2 separate regions of the Gasterosteus aculeatus genome follow, and region 2 is linked to region 1. A link is a contact called in public Hi-C data. All regions are on one chromosome and are shown on one strand. The core of a region is the stretch at or near the end of the contact, and the rest is flanking DNA. Distances in the headings are between cores, read along the strand shown. Region 1 has its middle 48 kb from the start of stxbp6. Region 2 holds the start of aqr (aquarius intron-binding spliceosomal factor).

Region 1 (5,995 bases), core at 466-2,965:
TGCTGTTACTTACACTCAAAAGTGTACCCAAGTACTTGAATAAATGTAGACACGCCTGGTAATCAGACTAACAAATAGCGCTCAGCCTGTTTACTGATTACGGTGTCATTTGATTTATGCACACATTGTCTAACAATTGCTTTTTATACTCAATATTCCATTCAAGGTACGGAGAACAGAACGCTTTCTATGGTATATAAAAGAACTCCCAGGCCCCAGGGTGAACGTTACGTGTGCGTTGCTGACGCATGGTGCGCATCGGGTGACACGGATTCACCCGTTGTGCTGGTGCGGGGCCTGGCTGATGCTAGAGAGCCATTCTAAACAAAAGGTTGACGCAGAAGGGAAAACGCATGCGATGTTGGTGCATGCGCATTGCGCAGTCAATAATTCTCTAAATGAATTTGCAGTCTACCTTTAGAGTGGATAGATTTTCATTTCTTTCATCCGCTGTTTTATCTCGGTCTCTCTGCACCGGTGCTGAGACTAAAGCAACGTGTTTCTCTTCCCCACATCGTTGAGGATTGGACGGTGAGGCACAGACAGCCCAGCCGAGTCCAATACAGATTCAGAAAGCAATGGACGGGGTGTGGGAGGAGGGGGGAATGAGGGAGGGGGGGGGGGGGGGGGGGGGGTGATGGCCCGGCTATCCTCCCTTCCTCTGACCTGGGAGTAAGACAGTCGCTGTTAGTTTCACAGCTGCATTGCAGTCATCCCAAACGCAGGCAAAGAAGATAGATGGATGAAGAAAAGGCAGTTGAGGACAGCGCCGATGCAAGAGATGGAATTACTTTAAAGAGAAAGCAAAAAGTAAGAAGAAAGAGAAAAGTAATTCTCACACCTAATCATTAATTAATAATTCCTCTTTTTATTCATGATTGCAAATGCAGTCCATCAGTTCAGCAGACAACAGGCAGTAACTGACTGTATTTCTGAGAACTGAGCAGCAGGTCACTGATTTTCCTGACACCCGTGGAGGGAATTTTAAAAAGATGGATCTGAAATCGACAGTTGACCTACAAACCCACAATGGGTCAGGGGTGGCGAGGGGAAGGTACAAGGAGAAAAGGCTTAACGATGAGGAGGATGAGAGGGTAGGATCGAAGGACAGGTTAAAAGAAGGGGAGGGAGAAAAAAGAGAGACAATTAAGAATACGATGTGCTTTCCACGTCCACGCGGTGAGATACAGCACACGGGTGTGTCCGACTCAGCCCACTTTCCCCCAGCGTTTCCTGTGAGTGTCTCGATGGCTTGGCCCTAATCTTCTCCACAAGACCATTCCCGACCTTCTCTGCTCAGAGGGGAATTTATTTCCCTCTCTCCTTTTTTACAAAAGGCTCTGAAGAGATGATGATATTCCTTGTAGATGAAATACTATCCTTCTTTTGACAATCACTGCAGAGCTCTGCCGCAGTGAGGAAACGCAGATAGGTGAGGGAAAGAGAGCGAAAGAAGAGGAAAAATTAGAGAGTGGCAACTGTGACGCTTTGAGCCATTGATGCAAATAACACTGAGCTCATCTGTGAATGTGATTAAAAAGCCATTGTTGGGACACAACATGTTGTAGCCCACACACCCCATCTCAAGCGATTTCCACAGAGAAAGTCCCTCTTATCTGCTAATAGACTTCGGTAATCCCTCAAACACACGTGTACTGCACACCAGCGTCTTCTGATGAACACTGATGAAAGACGAGTCAGCTAGAAACCAACAGATAGCTCAAATTACTGTTTGTGCAGCCTGCTGTTTTCCAGGTGTGTTGACGTCAGTCAGGACCCACTAGGGAACCACGTGGTTTATCAACGACTCTTGGCCATTGATAACATTGACAACCCAGAAATAGATCTGAAGGTTGCAGGACTGCTTCGGGCACAATCGTATGCCGCGTGGCTCGATACACTACGAGGCAAAAGCGTGGACACATTTTCTCATTTAATTCAAAGAAGAGAGAGAGAAAGTGTTTTGACTGGTGCTCTAAATGATAATTAAAGCAACTATATTCAACAAACAGAGCAACACTGAGAGGAAAGTCAGGTATTATGCAATGTCGTGAACCTATCCTGCCACAATGTGTTCATTGGGAGGCATGTACAGGCAGGTAAAAGTGAAATTTATGTTCATATTACATTTTCCCTTCAAAATACGCCACCGATATTTGTTGCATTATACTTTGTACACTCACCACATCAAATTAGTGTCAATCAGTTACATCTCTCATGAGTAATGTGGATGAGAAGCGGGAAAGTGGAGGCTCTGGGGGATTTGGCCAGAAAACGAGCGTGTGGAAGGAAAGATTGTGAAGGACCAGGAGTGGAGATCAGCACTGTGACCATATCCAGAAAATTAGATTAACTGAATTAGAGGGATTAGATTGACTACAGCCGGCTTGGACTTGATGCCTCTAAGAAAATAGAGAGTGCGAGCGAGGGGGGATCGCAGAGGCCGAGATGAGGGAAGGAGGATAGCCGGAAGAATAAGATACAAAGAAGTTTCTCGGGGAGTTGGGTGGAAAAGCACCATTGCGGTATAGAGAGGGGAGCGGAAGGAGGAGACAGCTCAGCAGATTTGGGCATCTCGGGTAACTTTTATGGGCTGGCACCGAATCGAGCTGCTGAGCCCGTCCGTCCTCTCCTCCTCAAGCAGCCGGGTTCCTCTGCTCCGCAGGACTACGCTTGAGCTGCAGTGCCCCTCGGTGGTTAAATACGGACGTATACGCTGATCCTCTCAAAATGATGTAGGCATTAGAAAAGACACGAGGGCATGCAAAGGACATGCAATAAACAGCATGACTTGTATTAACTTAAACGTCATGATGTGATTACTCCTTTGTGAATAAGTCCACATTTTTTAAAGTTTCAATTATTATATTATTACATATCATTTTCATGTTTTGGTAGTAAGGCGCTATTCTACTACAACTACTATGTAATAAAGGCTATTTTGACTTTCTCCTAAAATATTCCAGAAAGAGCCAGTGATAGATACCAGGAAAGGCGTGTGTGTGTGTGTGTGTGTGTGTGTGTGTGTGTGTGTGTGTGTGTGTGTGTGTGTGTGTGTGTGTGTGTGTGTGTGTGTGTGTGTGTGTGTGTGTGTGTGTGTGTGTGTGTGTGTCTCATTGGGAAGGAATGTGCAGCAGGGAAAGACAGAGCTCTCACCGGATGACATGAAGCCAGAATCAATGTTATCAATTCATGTTAATTGCTGCCCCCTGGTGTCAGTGCTGCAGTTGTTATTACTTTGCTGAAACACTCGCTTTTTTGGCGCCGCCTCTTCGCCAAGAAGATAAATCTCCCACGTCGATAGGGAGACAGATACAAACTCCTTCTGCTTCACAGCTTCACGCTGTGGTTACCTCCGGCCCACTCGCACCAACAAGGAAATTGCTACAGGTAAAAAAAGAAAGAAGAAAAAACTATCCTTGGTGCCACCCTCCCCCCCAGTCATCTGGTGCAAGCTGGAGAATATTAACACGGCTGCAGTGATGTATCATAGACAAACGGGAAGGGACAGATTGTGTTATGAATTGTCCCGCCTGCATATTCCAACTTCATTTAGAGGCTTCATGCAGCCTGCGCTGCAAAACTGTGGGGCGTCGTCTGCATACTGATGTCGTGCTCCCTGTGAGGACGACAAGCCTCCTTCGATCGTTCTAACAAGACTACACGCCAAGCACAGATGTTGTAGGACAACATTTTGACCAAGTTTGAGCGGATTCTCACCCTGTAAACGACAGACAGCCGTTCGGGTCTGCCTAACACTTAGTTCAACCTAATCCATCCAAAACATGCAAAACCAATGGCCTCATTCATTTCATTAATCAAATAACCTTACATTCATTGAAGCGTGTTTTCAATTTAAAGCACAAATTAAATTGGTGTCTTAGGTAAGTTGTTCACAAATGGAGCCAACTCAAGTTCTATGAAATCGTGTTGTTAAAAATATTTTTCTGTTGTTTCTGTTCTAAATCAGCTTGAAATTTGATGATACAATATTCTTGCTTACTTGGTCCTGGATCATTCTAAGCGACAATAAAGAGGTCCTCCTAAATCCACCAAAAGCTCACAGACCAAAAGCATTGTGTGTCTTGAAAATGGGCGGACTGACCGACCTGATCACTTCACCCATGTGATGGTGCGAGAGCCTTAAGTGGTCCCAGAAGAGGGAAAGATTGCATGTCACTGCTTGTTTGAAGCCAATCTGTTTCTTCAGTCTAGTCAATACTGTAACAGCTGGACACACTGGAGGAGTGGGCTGCTGGATCAATATTGATGCCACTTAAAAACATGAGACTCGTGCAGGTGTAGTACACACTCGCCCACGAGAAACATACAAAGAATGAGCTTTTTTTTCTTTCTATGCTTTATGCTCACAAGGCTTAAAGGTGGTACAGACGCCAAGAAACAGCACGTTCGTCTGATCAAACACTACTATTACAGTAATCCTATGTATTCTCAACATAAATGGTATGAAAGGTCCACAAGGAAGTGGGTCACAGCAGATATTCTTCATCCACTCCTGTTTGTCTCCTGAAACTAGCCTCATTTACAGCAGGAGCTTAAGGTTGTATTTATACTCTGGAAGCAGAATAGATGCCTCTTTGCTTTTCCCTTCAGTTCAAAAATATCCCTTTGGATTTATTAATAAACACAACAAACGTCTTTTTACTAACCAAATGCAGAAAAGCTAAGCAATAAAAAAAAAGGTACATAAAAGTTATTACATCTTTGACCCACTTTCACAAGAAGAGGACGGACACCACAAATGCTAAAGTGAGCAAGGTGTGAATGACGATGATGAAGAAGATGATGATGATTCCTGCAAAGCTGACATTGCACTCCACAGGACCTCAAAGGCAAAGGAGGAAACGGGAGGCCCGATTTAGAGCGAGCAGCTGTTGTGTGCACGTTGCTTCGCTACACATCTGCCAAGTCACGGCGGACGGGTGAAGCTTGGGTGACTCCCCAAGCTTCACCCGTCCGTATCTGCCTCTTACTTACATCAAATTCAAATCTCACTGGCTATAAACTGACGTTTTCAACACACGCTGGACAATATGTGGTCGATGGCATGTTTTGCGGTGAGGTCTGACAGGCCGGCACTGCGGTCCTGAAACAGGACGGCCTCCTCCCGCCCTCCTTCGCTCATCGGTAATCTGCATCACACGTGCTGCTGACTCTGCGCCTGTCGGTGAGCTGTAGCTCCTGCTTGTCGGTGCCGTGTGTCAGAGCAGGCCGAGCTAAACAGTGTCAATAATCTGCCCAGGGTAATGCTTCACTGCATAAAATGAGGCAGGAGTTTTTTCCATGCTGCTGGTTGACATATTGTCTGCCCACAAGGGATAATTTGCTACTGTTTTTTTTTTAATTCTAGTGTTTAGAATTTTCCCTGTATGCTGCAACAGCTGGTACTGCCATTGTCGACCTGTGAAAATTGAACTTTAACAACCATTTGTTTTCATTGCCTAGTTTAGAAGTTGAAAAGATTAAAAAAAGCTTATTTTATTAATGCTTTTGTTTTTTAACACATGTTGATTTTAATATCATTAAAACAAAGTTTTGATGAACTGAAAACAGAATATTCTGAGGTTTTACCCAATAAATGACAATTGATTATCACAATTATTGTTGTTAATCAAATCATCGATTAATCCCCAAAACTAGCAACAGCGTACAGAGGTAATGAGCGGCAGCAGCATAAACACAGAAATTGCCAGCAGACACTTGACATCAATTACAGGCACAGCATTAAATCAGTAGTACCAGCAGCCTCGTGATGTTAGCTTACAGTTATTGACCGCCACCGAAGTTCTACCGAAACCCGAGCAAAGACATCACAAAAACGCTCTACTTCTGGTTTAAAGTAAACATTTATGAACAATAGACACACACTTATTTCACAAATCCAATGTAGGGCAACGCGATCAGACTGAAGCTTATGACATTTTACACGAGCAGCAGCTGCAAGCGTTTGAAGCAGTGTCATAGATGAGTTAGC
Region 2 (5,756 bases), core at 1,946-4,445, 120 kb before region 1:
CACGGTGACTTGGAGCTGTATCTCAAATGTTATGGATCCAATGACTACGGAGCAAGTTGATTCTGCAAGTGAAGACACGTCTGTGTACCTCGGCCAAAACGGATGCACCAGCAAGGTCCGCTCCAAGTCGTATATTTCATCTCCTCGTCCAACAAAAGAATTAGAGTGGAGCGGAAAGTCAGGCCCGACTTTTTCCAAACAACCCCATTCCAAAGAGCACCTGCAGGAAAAAGAATTGAGTTCCAGCGGAGGCAAAATGACTTTAAAACACCGGTGTACCATCTGTCTCAAAACCTTCTGCTCGCCATCCAAATTACAACGGCACTCCCTTATTCACACGGGGCAGAGACCCCACTCGTGTACGGTCTGCCGGAAAGCCTTCAGGCAGAAGGTACACTTAAAATCCCACCTCAGTTCGGAAAATAGATGCTCACTTTCTGTCGCTGCTGAAAGGAAGAAGCACATTTTTTTTAGTAGCAGACAAACCTCAGGTCTGCTGCTTCAGCCATCAATTCAGCAACGTCCCTCCGGCCATCAAACTCCTGCAAGTTCCTCAGTGGAGCTGGAACTACAGTGTAAAATAAGTGTAAATGCTGTGCAGGACGTGGACGAGGCTGAAGCCAAGTCGGAAGCAGCCGTAAAGCCAGAGCAGTCAGTCAATGATGGCGGTCAGTGTCGGAGTATGTTTGACGGGTCAGATGAACAAGAGCAGGAATACATTCCACAGGAATCCTTGAAACCATTTCAGTGCATGATTTGCAACAGCTCCTTGCGGTTGGATGGTGACTTAATATGTCATCATAAAATAAATCGGAACGAAGACGAATTGGGAACTCTCACCACAGCGCAAAACCGCAGCAACGTGGAAACGCCTGATTCTGAAGCAATCCGACACTCGCCTCAACCCGATCTTGCGGATCCCCTCGATTTGAACGTCATTGTAAAACCAGAGTCATGGAGCGTCGATTGCACTGATCACAAAGACTCTCTTCCTCCGGATTGCGAGGTAATCCCGTCAGCGCAACAGCCGGGGAAACCTCGCAACGACGCCAGCGAGCGGCACAAAATCCACCGGTGTCAGATGTGTTTAAAACGTTTCCCATCGACGTCAAAGCTGCAAAGGCACATGTTGACTCACACCGGACAGAGGCCCTTCGGCTGTGAGGTGTGTGGCAAGAGATTCCGGCAGAAAACGCACTTGAGGGTCCATTTTCGCACGCACCTGTGGTCCAGATACCACAAGCAACGCTCGTTGTATATTAACCGGCCACCTTCCCGCGTAGGTGGCTTAAACAGGACCGCAGCAGACGTGCCGGTCCTGGAAATGTTGCTTCATGAGAATTTAGAGACACACAGTGGCCACGATGTAGTCTCCCTGAAACCTCCGACTCCGTCCGTGGGGGGTTTCCAGCGTGACAACGCGAAATGGGATAAGTTGTCGCTGCGTGTCTCAAAGAAGAGCGAGGTCGTGCGTAAGGTTTCCACGGTGCGTGTGGAAAGGACACCGATGGCTGGTCCAATGCCAAATCCGGGCAACGTGCAACACAAGTGCCTCCAGTGTTTAAAGTGTTTTCCGAGCGCTTCTAAATTAGAAAGGCACGAGATGGTGCACACGGGCTTGAGGCCGTTCCACTGTGTTTTCTGTGGGAAAGCATTCAGGCAAGCCGCGCACCTCAAAACCCACCAAAAAACTCACTGTGAGAGGAAACCATCCAAGGCGGTCAATCAACAGGAGAACATTAGAAAACTGAAAGGAAATGGTCAACGGCAGCCACGGATCAGTGCTCGGATCCCCGGACAGAATATACCTCTGAACAGAGACGGTCCACTCTCCTATTGTGATGGCACGGAAGGAGCTGAAGGCAGCGCATCGCTGTGCACCAGGCGCACGCTGCCTGTCACTAAAGTGAGCAGTCCGCTTAAGACAAACTCTAAAAGGAAAGTTCACTCGTGCCGAATATGCTTTAGGAGCTTTGCGTTTCCCTACAAGCTGTCCAGGCACTTGGCCACTCACTCTGGGACGCGGCCGTACAAATGCACGTTGTGCAGGAACACTTTCACACAGCTCGGACATCTGAAGGTTCACGAGCAAAGATGCGGACAGGGTGACAGGGTCTCACATTGCATTGAAGGAGAGGTGGTGACTACCAACCATCTCCAGGACGAATGCCTCGATGACCTCACTGATTGTGCAGATTTTAATGCGGACGCAACAAGTGTTGGTCCCTCATTTGCTGATATAGGTTCAACGTATTTCTCAGAGGCAGAACACACTGAGTGGTTGGCAGTTCCAGAAGGCTTACAAAAGGAGAAGAATGAATTGGAGAAAAAGATGAGAGACGACTGTGGTCAGGCTACATGCAGCTATGATCAGGATGAGGACCATTATAATTATTCATTTCCCTCTGAACTCTCTGTTGAAATAGACAAGCTGGTCCAGAATCATAACAGGGCAGCTCCACTTTTCTCGCAGTATAAGAGCAATGCGTATAATGTCAAAGTAACATGTCCGCCCAAAGGGATTATGGCTGTTTCAGATGGCAACAAGCTGCTTAAGGATCGATGTGTTACTTCTTCGGTTGAGAATCAAATGCAGCCAGAGAATTCTTGGTGTGAACCTCTGAATGGGTTTGAATATGACACGCGCTCTGCAAGTCACGAGAGTGAAGACGATCTTGAGCAGTATTTAACTAACGTTCATCGTAAAACAAAAGAGTCAGTTAGGGAGAATCGCTGTGACATCTGCTTCAAACTGTTTGTGTCTCCGTCTAAACTTCGAAGGCATTTTCTCATCCACACGGGTTTGAGGCCGTTTCGGTGTGACATTTGTGGCAAAACATTCACACAGTCAGCACATGTCAGAACACATCAACTGACTCATTGATATCGATCAGACTTGACGTGTAAAGTGTGTATTTTACTACTACACACCGACAAATGACTATAATGATAGTCATTTGTCAGTAACATGGTGTTTGAGTTGACTGCATATATGTAAAATATGTAGTGGATGTCTAAAAATACAGACTTTATATATTTTTGTATTTCAATTAAACTTGTTTCATATTGTACCTTGTTGACTTTATTTCTTCTTTGTCAAATTTATTGTTAAATATTTTATTATAGTCTCTTTGTACTTTGTACATCTTCTAAGTATTTTTCTAAAAGAGGAACGACAACGTACACATTAGGAACGAAAGAGTTGCTTTTGTACTTGGGGACGATTCGAGCGACGCACAGCTTCAGGAAGTCCGTCGCATTCAGCGCGTTTTGGTTGTGTACATGCGTAACCCGTTGTCCGACGGCCTACTTTCATGCTGAAATAAACAAAGGTTTGTGAGTGGATTTTGTTATGATCATATATTTGTGTTTGCAATGTGGCCTTAATTAATAGTATAATAAATGTTTTCCCAGAGTCTTCCTCTATGTTGTACTTAACGTTAGCTTAGCTTAGCTCATCTAATATTTGTGACACATCTTAGATTAACGTTACCCAGTGTTTGTATTTTACTAGGCATCCTATATAAATTATCCTTATTAGAAACGTTAGGCATTGATTTTGTGTTCGTGTTAAAGTAGCGAACGAACAGTAAGACGTTTGGCATTACAATTAATAAAAAATGCACGCACATTTGAGCTATTGCATTAACTTAACGTTACTGAAGTTTTGAACCGCGCTATTCACCACTGTCCGTGTGTGTTAACAGTTAACTACGGCCTCATGTTTAAGTTCTCTACAAATAGTTCACAGCCTGTTGTTTCCAACCCTCGTTGCTGCAGCTTGAGTGAGCCACTATGGAGAAAGAAACCCCCGCTAAAAAGGCTGCAGCGCCTTCTGTGTCTCAGATCAACGCAGAATACGTCACACAGGTAATTATTACAGTTAAGGTCCAGCACTGTGCTGAAATACGTTATTCCATTGTGTGTGTCTGTGTTTTAAAGAGGAAAAAATACCTTTTTAATATTTATATATATCAAGGGCACGCATTGACTTATGATGGATCTACAATGTCTCTTTGAATTGTTCCAGAATGAGGCTTACATAGAATAACTGTCCATATAAGATAATATATTTGAGGTGGTTTAAAGGGCAAATGGGAAAAGTCATCTGTGACAGGATTTGTGCTGTGGATCACATCATGTTCAGTCATGATCACATTGATGATATTGTTTCTGTTTTCAGTTGGCGAATAAATATTGGGCTCCACATGCAACGAATAAACTAGCGTTTGACCCCAAGGTGAGTTAAATGCATTCCTGCATTTTAGAGATTCCGATATAATTCATTTAGTTTTAACGGATTTTACAAATAAATTTGCTAACACATGTTTCATGTGCTGTATTTCTCATAGTGCTAATTATTGGCGGTTTTTGTTTGATACAATAAAATGAAGAGGTGTGACAGGTTGGTGTTAGCAGCCAAGTTGATGGAGCCTTTATTTTGACATTTTCTGCTTTTGTTTTAGGTGATGGAAGATGTCTATGAGAAAGAGATTCTCAATTCCAAGTAAGTAATTAAATAGCGTATTTTCCATAAACTGCTGTGTGTAATCTAGTGGTTCTCAAGCTTTTTCTGTCACGATTCAACAAAATTATACGTGGTACATTTTAATGTAAATGACAATTTGTGACTCCTCCATCTCTGCTTTTTGGCACTTTCAAGTCAACCAGATCCCTCCATCAGACAAAAACAAATAACATCTTGTTAGAACAATGCCAATAAAGTTCTCTCTGTGAAAAACATAACAAACGTTTGGCAGAAAATAACTAATTGTGGCTGCAATTAATAACCTGTTTTGGACTGAAGATATTTTCAAGATAATAACAAACTGCCACTTGTGAAAAAACAAAATAAGTTAATATAGTTGGCAGTAGAGTTTTAAAATGCATATCTTTTCAAAATAACAATGTGCAACCTATGCAAAACAAAACTCGTATCTCAATGTGCCTGCTTTCCACTACATATCTTTTCCAAACAGGGTTGCAGACTTAATACATCCTCTCAATTTATGCTCAATGTTGAACATGGATTTGTGTTTTAGTTTTGAGAGAGGAAACAGCAGTCCGTGTACTTTACACTGTTGTAACTCCTCAATAGAGTTCTTGAAATAAAATAAGAATTTCCCTGTGCGACCCACCTGTAATACCACTGCAGCCCACTAGAGGGTTGCAGCCCACAGTTTGAGAGACACGCTGTAATCCAATACACAATTGTGACACTTTTTCTTTGCTTTACATTTTAAGATTTGCCATCAGAAAAATTATGCTGCTTGAGTTCAGGTGGGATACCTCTCTTCCTTTTTTTTACGCATACGTTAAATAAGAAAACAGCCTGTGTATACATATATGTAAATGTTTGTCTTCACCTTTCAGCCAGTATCTTGAGAACTATCTGTGGGTGAACTACACTCCCAAGGTGTCCAGCAACGCCTACCTCATGTCCATTTGCTGCATCGTCAACGAGAAATTCCGAGAGAACGTCCCAGCTTGGGAGGTGAGAAAGGCAGTGCCTCGTAGGAGCACAACCACCGAACATTTATAAGACCGCACCTTCACCATCTTTACTGTGGCCATTCAAGTTTTCTACAATAAGAGTTTTCTCTTTTGAAATGTGGTTTCAGGTGTTCAAGAGGGAACCCAGTCATTTCCCGTTCTTCTTTAAATGTATGATGGAAGCTGTACTGGCAGGGGAGGAATCTGGCCTCACTCTGAAGGAGCAAACTGTGCTGCTGGTCTTCTTGGATCACTGTTTCAAC

What was found. A called contact is a pair of places that touch in the nucleus more often than the background predicts.
Region 2: a Hi-C map of skeletal muscle shows a contact between it and region 1, with 10 times the contacts expected there. The contact joins the promoter of aqr here to the enhancer-like site in region 1. A contact is called at or near these places in 2 of 6 Hi-C or Micro-C datasets (both in skeletal muscle).

What each region holds. Positions count from the first base shown.
Region 1 is chr15:10,235,396-10,241,390 of fGasAcu3.hap1.1, reverse strand. No RefSeq gene overlaps it. Among protein-coding and RNA genes, the nearest start is that of stxbp6, 48 kb to the right of the region's middle. Within about 2 kb of position 1,715, at least 1 of the 9 cell types and tissues checked has open chromatin away from gene starts, as enhancers often do.
Region 2 is chr15:10,358,937-10,364,692 of fGasAcu3.hap1.1, reverse strand. It overlaps aqr (aquarius intron-binding spliceosomal factor), which reads left to right and starts at 3,195. Exons shown (of 36, transcript XM_078089578.1): 1 at 3,195-3,332; 2 at 3,745-3,870; 3 at 4,184-4,240; 4 at 4,467-4,507; 5 at 5,245-5,280; 6 at 5,374-5,494; 7 at 5,622-5,756. The coding sequence starts at 3,796. LOC120832506 reads left to right here. Exons shown (of 2, transcript XM_040198809.2): 2 at 1-3,085. The coding sequence ends at 2,884.